Linked DNA regions of Oryctolagus cuniculus: region 1 is linked to region 2. Evidence: chromatin contacts called from public Micro-C data. All regions are on one chromosome and are shown on one strand. Each heading gives the region's core, a stretch centred on a gene start, on an enhancer-like site or on the middle of the called end of the contact. The rest is flanking DNA. Distances are from core to core; before and after follow the strand shown. Region 1 holds the start of TNFRSF1A (TNF receptor superfamily member 1A). Region 2 overlaps LOC138843859 (a long non-coding RNA gene).

Region 1 (5,723 bases), core at 2,387-4,886, 67 kb before region 2:
CACGCAGGCTTCAACTTGCACTGGCTGCTGTGTGAATTCGCCTCTCCATCTCCAGAGCCTGACTTAAACATCGCTTCTAGGGGACTGCTGCTTCCCAGGGACGCCTCACTTCTGTTCCGAACACAGCCCAGGCACACGGTGCGCCCCATGAGAACAGGGCCTGAATGAATGAATTCCTCACCCTGAGCCCATGTTCAAGGCTATTGTTCATTCCATTTCTCCCTCACTCCTGCCACATGGCAGCTCCAAACCCACCTTTCTACAAGGTTTTTGTTCTTTACTGTATTCAACGAACAGGTAAGGGGCACAGGCTATGTGCCAGGTTCCCAAGGGGTGCTGGGGCTACTTAGACGGATGACACCGGCTCCTGCTCTTAAAGGGCTCTCGCTGGGCCAAAGACAGCCAAGGCTGGATCCCGGGAGTGCTCTGTCGCAGGCAGGACCCCTCAGCCAGCCTGGGGTAGCTCCTGCATTTCCCGAAGGTGAGATCTGCCCGCCAAGAAAGATTAGCAAACGGGGGCTTGGAGGCACGTCCCCCCAAGCCTTCCACCTCCCATCTGTGCTCTAGGACATCACAACGCATCTGTGGGTATTTTCCTCCAGACTGGTCTGAAATTTTTTTTTTCTGTAAACTGTCTTGGCTCCTAGGCTGGAGGCTCGTGGGGAGCAGTGAAGTCCTGCTGGCTTTGCCACCCCTGTCTTGTATTCACTCCTTTGTGGCCCCACTCACAGGGACACTGCCCGCAGCCATGAATTCTGTGCTGCCCACTGCATGCGGACAACCTGAGAAGTTCACGGGCAGCCTTACGTGTCTGTCTGTCCTGTTCCCTGGTCAGCGCCAGCCGAGGCTCTGTCCTGTGACGGTCATGGCCGCCCTGGGACAACAGCAGCCCAGGACCCAGCACCCTCCTGTTCAGTTACCTTGACTTTCTGTTTTCTAAACACAGGCGGCCACTGAGTACCTACTACTAACAGTGCATAGAAGCTGAACGCCTCTGGAGGGCTGTCTGCTGTGTCCCGTTCCACTAGGCCGTGAACTCCATGAGAACAGGAGTTTGTTCGCTGCTGCGATCTCTACGCAATAGTTAACAAATCGAAAACCACGAGGGGACGGCAGAGAAGTTCACAGAAAATGGAATTCAAAGTGAGTTTATTTTTAGTGAGATCCAGGCTTAGGCACAGTTTTCTCATCATTCGCATTTCCATGAACTTTTTGGAGACCCCTGCCCCTAACAAATATCAACCTGCTTCATCTCAGATCAGCGCTATGAAGCAGGGCCCAGGTGGTGCAGTTTGTACCTGCATGGAGGGTTTATAGAACCTGCTCAAGTTCACGCAGCTGTGATGGGGGCGAGCCAGGGGATGGATCCCCAAAGAGACAGCAGAGGTAAGACCGAGCCCTTCAGCTGGGCAGCTGGAGGGGAAGGCAGATCTGGAGAAGGCAGGGGAGGCAGGAGTGGAGAAGGAAGAGGAGAGCGACCAAGGGCGCTGCTTTGGGAACAGGGGTCCAGAAATGCGGACCACAGCAGAGAAGAGGGGTGGGGGGCCAGCAGGACAGACGAGGTTTCACAAAGGAGGCCCTGGACGGACATCTGGCGCAGAGGTTAAGACGCTGCAGGGGGCCAGCACTGTAGCTCAGTGGATCAGGCCACCACCCTCATATCAGAGCACAGGTTCGAGTCCTGTCTGCTCTGCTTCCAGGACAGCTCCCTGATGATGCTCCTGGGAAGGCAACACAAGACGGCCCAATTCTAGGGCCCCTGCCACCCACGTGGGAGACCCGGATGGAGTTTCTGGCTCTTGGCTTCAGCCTGGCCCAGTCCTGACTGTTGTGACCATTTGGGGAGTGAACCAGCGGATGGAAGATCTCTCTCTCTCTCTCTCTCTCTCTCTCTCTTTCTAACTCTGCCTTTCAAGTAAATAAATAAATGTTTTTAAAAAAAAAAAAAGAGGAAGAAAGGAAGAATAGAAGAAACTGCTTGAGATACAAGCATCCTCTATTAGAGCCTCCGGGTTCAAGTCGTGGCTCCACTTGGGATCCAGCTTCCTGTTAATACACACACCCTCTGGGAGGCAGCAGATGATGGCTCAAGTACTTAGGTCCCTGCTACCCACATGGGAGACCTGGATGCAATTCCTGACTTCTGGCTTTGGCCTGCCCCAGCCCTGGCTGTTGTGAGCATTTGGGGAATGAATCAATAGACGGAAGATCTCTGTCTTTAATCTCTTGTGCGCTCTCTCTCTCTCTCTCTCTGCCTTTCAAATAAATAAATAAACTTTAAAAAAAGGAAGCCCGGCAAGTCTGAGAAACCTCTGGAGAGACAGCGAGGAAAGGAAGGAATGGTGTTGAGACAAAGGTAAGGGAAGTGGACGCGGGCACTGGGTGGGCCGCAATTGGGCAGGGGCCAGAGAAACTGGTCCACACAGGCAGGGAAAGCCCACCCCATGAGGCAGGGCACAGGGCTTGAAGTATGGGCAAGAGGTGAGTTCCCGGCACTGAGGAAGAACGAGGAGTCAGTGAAACAAGGCTGAAGCTGGAGAAAGGAACATTTTCCAGTGACGAAAACAACTTTCTACCAACTTCCCCAAACCAAACTGTAGAAGAAAAAACCAAGGATTGGTGCTCAGGTCTGTGGGCTGCAGGACCCTGGCTAGGCACAGGTGGCAATGCTGGCATCCCCTGCGAGGGGTCAGTCCCGCGGGAGACTCCTACCACGCAGCCCACCCAGGGGTGGAAGGGGTACGAAAGTCCCCCAGTGGGGGAGGCCCAGCCAGGTAGCACCCCAAACCCACCCCACCCCCCTAGGCCCTCTCCTGGACTCCACTTCCCGGCTTCACCAGCCTTCCAAACTGTGGAAGTTTGCTCAGACAGCTTCTGTAGGCCAGCCGCACCCCGCACAGCCCCGCATGCCCAGGCCACTCAGCTGACCAGAGGGACAGAACTCCGGAGCCTCTGGACTGACCCGGAGAGCTCTGACCCCACTCTCCCACTCCTTTCCTTTCCCCGCCAAATCTTGCCCCGCCGCGGCCTGCCCACCACCTCCCCCGCCAACAGTCCGGCCGCCCCAGGCCCGCACCCTCCCCAGGCCTCCTTCACTTTCACCCCTCGCACACTCTCTCCCGCCCCAGCTCCAGGCCGGAGGGCTGGGGACATCAACCGGCAGGGGCTGGGCCGGGGCCGCGCGGGCCTGCGGCGACACCGAGCACACAGGAAAGCCTCGGCCCCTCGCCGAGGAGGGCCTGCCCCGCTCCCGCTTGGGTCCCTGGTCTCACCAGTGGCAGCAGCAGGCCAGGCACGGTGGGGAGGCCCATGTCCGGCCAGCTGGGGCCTCTCACTCCCCCATTGGGGCTCGGGCGCTGGCGGCGGCGGCGGCGGCGGCGGCGGCGGCTGGGGAGGAGCGGGTCAGTCCCGCTGGTCCCGAGGGCAGGCGAGGCGCGGGGAGGGGCTTTGGACTGGGAAATTGAGAGTGGAGACTCAGGATCGGAGACCACGGGCCGGGCCCCAGGGTTCTCGAACCCTAGGCCAGAACTGGAGCCCGAATCTGAAGAATTCAGAGAGATTACAGCCGAGAGGAGGGAGGAGGTGGGAGGAGAAGGCTGAGTGGCAGCAGGCGGTGTTGCAACCCAGCGACAGGAAGAGCCTGGGGAGGAGGCGGGAGGAGGGGTCGAAGGTTCTTTAACTCTTCCGACCCCAGGTAGAGGCAGTGCAGCCCTGGATCTGGCTGCTTTGTGTCCCCCTCAACCCACCGATCTGACCACTCCCAACCCAAACACCAGGTGCAGTGAGCCTGGGTCCCCCACCCCAGCACCAGCCTGACCCAATGGAACAGCAATGAAAAGACCCAGAGTCAAATGCATGGGCTTCCAGCCCAGCTGGGTGGCCTTCAGCCCATAAGTAGCCTGAGACTGTTCTCCAGTTTGCAAAATGGACATGAGCAGCCTCGTGGGCCCGCTACAAGGACTGATTGAAAGGGTCTGCTTCCTGATGCAGGGTGAGCACTCAGTGCGCCCTCATAACCTTCCCCTTGTCCCCAGAGTTCCAGCTCCCTCATCTCCCACTTTCTTGGGAATTTACCCAGCGTCAGTCTTAACCTTAGGTGTCTGCCCAGATCGGGTCCTGGCCTTCGGCCGCTCACTCGTCCAGTCTGAGCGTGGCTCTGTGGCTGACTGTGGGCCATCCATCCCCCAACCCCTCTCCTGAGTCAGGGCTGGCTCAATGTAGCGTTGTTTGTGCGCCTCCCTCCGAGGACACCACACCCAGGAGGATGCCTTGGAAATACAGGGGTCTCCAGGACGTTCAGTGCCCCCTTCCCAACTACTCTGATACATCAACCAGCCCCTGCCCTACAGAAAACTCTGCAACCCTTTGACTTTATAGAAGGGGAACAGAGGTCCAGAGTGCATGCTGTGCCAGGAGACAAAGCAGCCGAGAGAACCCAGGACTCCTGCCTCCTTGTCCCAGGTCCTCTTTGGCTCTGAGACACCCACTGCAGGGGCAGCTTGGAGGGCCAGGGAAAGGCCAGACGTTCCTGGAGGTGGGGGGGGGGGGGGCCACACAGGCCGCCCTGCCCACATCCAGGTCAGCTCCATGGGAACCGGCAGGGCTTGGATCAGATCCTCCCCACCAGCTTCCAGCTGAACCTGTCCACATCGGGGGCCCGGCCTGCCCAGAGCCAGAGTAGATAGGGTGAGGAGTCCTGGGGCGGTGGGGATGTGGGGGGCGGCCTGGGCCAGAGACTCCGTTTGTATGAGGCAGACTCCACCCCCTAACTCTGGTGTTTTACACCATTCCTAGTTGTGCAGAACTTCTCACCAGGGATTCCTACAAGAAATAGAACATCCACTCAGATGCTTTCGGGTGCCACGACCTTCCCTCGACTTAGCTCAGCCCTGGGCTTTGGTTGCTGAGGCTGCCGGACGTCCAGGGAGACAGAAGAGTGAGGTCCTCGGGCCTTGGACTTGGCATCACAGCTCTGAACCCCTTCTCCCCTCACCTGCCAGCTGACCTCCCACCCAGCCTGGAGGCCACCCTCCTGGGTCTTCCTGGGCTCCCCCTCTATGGTGCCAGGACAGAGCATCTGTGGATGAGAATGGAGCTTGGATGTCCCCACTGCTGACAGTCCACCCCATCCCCAAGCTCCTGGTCAAAGCTGAGCTCACAGAGCAAGCAGCTCACTGCCAACACACAGAAAGGCCCCAGGTGTGCTAGAGTGGGCCCAGGCAGAGTTTTAGAAGGAGCAGGGTCACTGGCACACAGTGCAGGCACTGGGGCTGGCATTGTATACAGTAGGTTAAACCCTGGTTGCAGCACTGCTGACACTGGCATCCCATATGGGAGAAACAGAAGGGGGCAGATTCGGGATGAAGAGTTGGCTTCGGGGTCCAGGAGTAAAGGCTGAAGAACAAAGTTTCAGGTAAGAGACTCCTCCCATCAAGTCTGTTTCTCTCTCTCTCTCTCTCTCTCTCTCTCTCTCTCTCTCTCACACACACACACACACACACACACTTAACCCAAGACCTGGACTGGACCCTGCACTGGACTCCTAGACCAGGTGACGTGGGTTCTAGCCCCAGTCCTGTGTGTGTCACCGGGAAATAGGGTGAGTCACAGGTGACCTGGGTTCCAGGCTCGTTCTGAAAGAATCACGAACCTGGACAAACCACTTCACCCTATAAACCTGAGACAGAAAACGAAGCAACGTAAGTCCTTTATTCCCTCGGACA
Region 2 (5,769 bases), core at 798-3,297:
GTAAGAACCACTGGGCTAGAGTTTGGGCCAAAATAGGCCAGAAAATCCAAGAGCTTTAAAGATTACATAACACTCTGGTGCATTCTTTAGGGTTCTGTTAAAGACAGATGACTCAACAGCCACAGATAGACTTTGGGACTGAGCCCCTCTGCCCACATCAGCGGCCCCCTAATCCCTGGGATTTGCTATGCGGACACAGGAAAACCCTCCTGGGGTGGGGGGGTGGGGGGTGGAGACGCTGGATAGCAGAAACCCGGTGCTGAGATGTTGAAACCCTCTGAGGAGCACATCACTATTCCACCACAAGGGGGCACCCGAGGCCCAAGCAGGGGGGACAGGAGCCTCCCGCCTCTGCTCAAACAAACCCAGGCCTAGCAAGCAGAGGGCTCCTTGGGCAGTGAGCCCCAGCTGGGGGCGTCCTCCTTATGCCGCCGGCCCACAAGGCCCTCCTCCCCACCCTGCTGGAGCACAGAGGCTGTCCATGGCTGCTGCTGACGCCCGTCCCTTCCCTAGAGGAGCGCGTGGACCCCCTTCTCCCTAGGGAGTATCTCAGCTGTGGCTGAGCAAAGTAGGCACCTCTGCTCTGCACCTCCCGGCCTTACCCCTGAGCATTACAGGGCCCTGCCCAGCGCTCAGCATCGCTAGCCTAGCTGCAGCATTGTGAGCAGAGTCCTGCAGACGCCCGCCGATGTCACTGCAGTATCTACAGAGCTGGGATCCACAGGGCCAGAGGCTAAGGAAAGCAGGCAGTGGCCAGGGGGGCAAAGGGAAGCACTGCCAAGAGTGGCTGCAGCATGGGCGGGGACTCCAGACTTCCAGGTACTCTCATGAGGGTGCAGTTTGGACCAGAAAGTAAGTTGTAAATCTAAACCCATCGGAAGGGTATGGGCTTATTTGGGGAGGGGGAAAGGGCATATAGGGACTTACAGAAAATCAGAAATAGTTAAATTTGCAAAGCAGCTTAAATCATTGCAGGCCAGGTGGCCATTTGGAGCAGCAGCTAAGACGCCACTTGAGACACCCCCATCCCACGTCAGAGTGCTTGGGTTCAAGTCCAATGCCAGCTTCCTGCTAATGCACATCCTGGGAGGCGGCAGGTGGTAACTCCAGTCCTTGGGTCCCTGTCACCCACGTGGGAGACCCAGATGGAGTGCCCGGCTCCTGGCTTCTGCCTGACCCAGCCCCAGTTGTCGCAGGCATTTAGAGAATGAACTAGCAGATGGAGGATACCTCTATCTTTTTTTCTTTCTCTCTCTTTCTCTCAAATAAATAAATAAAATAAAATTTTTAAATAAAATAAAACTTTAAGGGGCCAGCGTTGTGGTACAGTGGGTTAAGCTGCCACCTGCGACACCGGCATCCCCTACGAATGCCCAGTCCCGGCTACTCTGCGTCCAGTCCATCTCTCTGCTAATGCACCAGGCACCCGGGAAAGCAGCAAAAAATAGCCCCAGTTGGCAGGCATTGCAGGCAGCAGCTTTACCCAATAATGCCACAATGCCGGCCCTGACAGGTGTCCTTTTACCTGCAGATAGGTTTGGAATTGATGAGGCAGCTTTGTACCAGCTTTGCATCTGAGATGACAGCCTTGTTCTTGGAAATTCTTCCCTGGGTTAGAGGTATGTGTTCTAGGTTAGGGTACTGTGTTCAGGAGACGTGTGCAACTGAAAAGGTAGAAAAGCAGGACTGAATCGGCAGGCGCTGTGCTGTGAAGGGCAGCAGGGGGTGCCAGGTGCGGCAGCAGCTCACACGCATGGCCGTGACCTTCCGGGCGCCGTTGTCTGCCTGGGTAGCAGCCAGGCCTGCAGGGCCTCCCGCCCTGTTGCCTCCCCTCCTTCACTTTCGGCAGTTCCTGGGCCAGGCGAGTGTGCAGCGCCTCGGCACTGAGGGCTGGGTCCTTCTGCACGTGGCTGATGTCATCAGGGCTGGAGGCGGAGACAGATTCCAGTGGGTGCTCACTCTTCCTCCGCGCCACACACACACACACCCCTGCACAGGCAACAGCCTTCCCGGGGCTCCCTCCCCGGCGTAAGGTCTAAGCTTGAAAATAGCAGCTCTGGGGCAGGCATCTGGCAGCACGGTGGAGCAGTCAATCAGGCCGCCTGCAGCCCACAGGGAGTGCCTGGCTCCTGCTTCTCGCTCCAGCCTCATGCTGGTGTGCACCCTCAGGAGCAGCCGTGACGGCTCAAATAGCTGGGTGCCTGCCACCTACGGGGGAGACCTGGGCAGGGTTTCAGCTCCTGGCTTCAGTCCTCACCCCACCTCTGGCTGTCGGGGGCATTTGAGGAGTAAATGAGCAGACAGATGATCTCTCTCTCTCTTTTTCTCTCTCATAAATAAATAATTTTTTACAGACTTATTTTTAGGAAGGGAGGGAGACAGGGAAATATTCTTATGTTCTTACAATTGTATCTGAAATACGTGAAATCTTTTCTCTTTATATTAATTAAAATTTTTTTAGAATTTATTTTTATGCATTTGAAAGGCAGAGTTACAGAAAGAGGAGAGACAGAGATCTTACTGGATCGGAAGCAACTGGGACTAGAACCTGCACTCATATGTGATGCTTAGCATTGCAGGCAGCAGCCCAATGCACTGTACCACAATGCAGGCCCTAATAAATAATTTTTTAAATAATAAAAAGGGGCCAGTGTTGTGGCGTGGACAGTAAAGCTGCTGCATCCCATATGGGTGCCAGTTCATGTCCCAGGTGCTCCACTTCCATTCCAGCTCTCTGCTATGGCCTGGGAAAGCAGCAGAAGATGGCCCAAGTGCTTAGACCCCTGCACCCATGTGAGAGGTCCGGATGAAGCTCCTGGCTCCTGGCTTCGTCCTGGCCCAGTTCTGGCCGTTGAGGCCATTTGGGGAGTGAACCAGAGGGTGAAAGACCTCTCTCTCTCTCTCTCTCTCTCTATCTCTATCTCTATCTCTCTCTCTCCTTCTCTGTAACTCTTTCAAATAAATAAATCTTTAAATAATAATAATATGTTCCTATTCCACATCACTCATTTTGGTTATACGTCTGTGGTCAAACCTTAACTTAAAAGAGTCAAAGCTGGGGCCAGTGTCACGGCAGAGCAGGCTAAGCTGCAGTTTGCAAAACTGGTATCTCAGGTGGGCGCTGATTCCAGTCCTGGCTGCTCCACTTCCAATCCAGCTCCCTGCTAATGTACCTGGGAAAGCAGCAGAAGGTGGTCCATGTGGGAGACCTGATGGAAGTCCAGGCTCCTGACCTTGGCCTGGCCCAGCCCCAGTCATTGCAACCATTTGGTTGTTGATCCAGCAGGTAGAAGATCCTCTCTCTCTCTCTCTGCCCTTCAAATAAATAAATACATCTTTTTTTTTTTTTTAAAGAGAAAATCAAAGTGATGAAGCAAATCAAACTCCTGCTAATTTTCAAATAGCTTTGTCACTGGGATTATCTGTGTGTATTTATTACTTAAAGTTTTTGTGATACCTAAAAGAACTTGACATAGTAGAATTATAGATTAGCCTCATTATTCTATTTAAAATGTATGATTGAAAAAATAAGAGAATACATATGGTTGATTTTCAGCTAATGATTCTAAGTTGAAGGGTGCGAAAGATGTTCACTGTTAACAGAATTATAATGTTTGAGGGAATTTAAGATCTACTTTATATAAACATTTATCAGGCTTACTAAGAGTGTTTAAGTATTTAGGAAGGTTTTTCCTATTAATCAGAAGTCTGCCTAGTCACACATCTAACTAAAAAGAAAATCAAATGCATTAAATTCAGATAAGTAGTTTAAAATATTTAAGGGAATTCAGTGAACTATGTTTTATGTTTTTTATTTATTTATTTTTAGGATTTTTTTAAAGATTTATTTATTTATTTGAAAGGTAGAGTTACAGAGAGGCAGAGAGAGAAAGGTCTTCTATCCGCTAGTTCACTCCCCAATTGGCCGCAATGGCCAGCACTGCGCAGATCCAAAGCCAGGAACCAGGAGATTCTTCCAGGTTTCCTATTTGGGTACAGGGTCCAAAGGACTTGGGCCATCTTCTACTGCTTTCCCAGGCCATAGCCACAGCCGGCCCCTGTTTTATGTTTTTTTTTGTTTGTTTGTTTGTTTGTTTGTTTGTTTTAAAGATGGAATACTTTATTCTCTGAAAGGCGTCATGAAAGAGAGAGGAGAGACCGAAAGAGGTCTTCCATCGCTGGTTCACTCCCCAGACGGCCGCAACAGTCGAGTCGGGCCAGGTAGAAACCAAGAGTTAGGAGCTCCAGCCGGGCTCCCTGCCGTGAATGGCTGGGGCCCAAGCACCTGGTCCCCGGAAGCTGGATCAGAAGCAGAGCAGCCAGGACCAGCACCAGCGCCAGCGTTGCAAGTGACTTAACCCCCCGGGCCACAATACCGACACCCAGGGGGCTATATTTATAATAGAATGGATTGTTGATGGGATTCTGATTATTCTACTTGAGTTCGTCAAACTTTACTTTTAAAAAGTGGAGAAGATTGTCTTTGTTCTAATACATTCTAAACAATACAACAAAATCTGTAGATTGAAGCTAAAAAAAAAAAAGCAAAAGAGTAAGATTTTTCATATTTTATTACATTCAGAATAGAACCACAAAATTTAAAATTTGACCTTAAAATGAGCAGCGCTAAATTTTAAAACTGGCTACTTTAATAAGCTAACATTTGTTTAAAATTCCAGCAACTCGGTACAGACTGCATTTCTGTGCCCGTAACTAGCAGAACACAGAGACCGGCAACTCTCTGAGCACGGCAGCTGTCCTGTTGCTCTGCGGCTGGGATGCTGCTTGGGACGCCCACGTGACGTATCAGAGCGCCTGGGCTCCACTTCCCATCCCAGCTTCTGGGACTGAGTTCCAGGCTCTTGGCTTCAGCCTGGCCCGGCTCCAGCTGTTGCAGGCATTTGGAATGAAGCAGCAGATGGCTTTGTCTATCTTCATCTCTGTCTCCCAGCCTTTCAAATAATTTTTTTTAATTAATAAAAAGAAAATGTAATGGAGTCTTCTGGAGCCCAGAAGTGTCCACGCCGCCCCTCCCAAAGCACCCATTGGTTACTCTGAGTGCTAATAAAGGTGAGGCTTATCCCATATGCCCCCTCCTACTGAATGTCTTCTCCCTTTCCCTGCCACTCTGAGCTCCGTTCCACTGCAGGAATCCATGCTGTCACAGTGCCCTAGGCCCGGGGCGAGGAGGAGAGGCGCTGGAGCTGGGGTCCATCATCCCCAGTGAAGGGTCACTGGCGCCTGCTCCACATCCAGCCCGTGCAGGGTGTGCACTCGCGTTCCTGGATGGGACAGCTCTCATCTGCTCTAGGAGGTAACCTCAGACTCTCAGGGGTTCAGCCACTGGTCCAGCTAGCGAGAATACAAAGAGGGATGATCCTGGACACAATGCAGGTGGCACAGGTTCACCCTCAATAGTCCTCCACTTTCTGATCCATCCTGAGCCCCTCTCCCCCTGCAGCGTCCTCTGACCCCACCTGCCGTCAGGCCCCTGCCTGTGCCTGTCACCCACACCATCCTGAAGTAACACCTTGACAGTAGGGACTCCATCTTGGAGCACCTGAGACTGAGACGCCATCTTGAGAAATCACACACATGCACACACACACCACCATCATGAGACTCTGGTCTGGAACTATGATCTAAAGCACTCAGACAACAGCAGTCCACTACATCGCACTTGGCAAAGCACAAACACCCCCTAGCATGATTGCTCAAGCTGGGAAGCGGATAGGCTGCACCTGGGCTAATGACAAAAACGTAATTTGT

Evidence for each region. Hi-C and Micro-C count contacts between places; a contact is called where the count stands out from the background.
Region 1: a Micro-C map of ear pinna shows a contact between it and region 2, with 2.2 times the contacts expected there. The contact joins the promoter of TNFRSF1A here to the enhancer-like site in region 2. A contact is called at or near these places in 2 of 6 Hi-C or Micro-C datasets (ear pinna and psoas muscle).

What each region holds. Positions count from the first base shown.
Region 1 is chr9:103,132,575-103,138,297 of mOryCun1.1, reverse strand. TNFRSF1A (TNF receptor superfamily member 1A) reads right to left here and starts at 3,636. Exons shown (of 10, transcript XM_002712835.5): 1 at 3,273-3,636. The coding sequence starts at 3,311.
Region 2 is chr9:103,064,204-103,069,972 of mOryCun1.1, reverse strand. It overlaps LOC138843859 (a long non-coding RNA gene), which reads right to left. Exons shown (of 5, transcript XR_011378980.1): 2 at 1,526-1,664. Among named protein-coding and RNA genes, the nearest start is that of CD27, 24 kb to the right of the region's middle. Within about 2 kb of position 2,047, at least 1 of the 8 cell types and tissues checked has an H3K27ac peak or open chromatin away from gene starts, as enhancers often do. A contact at or near this core is called in ear pinna, where this site is marked.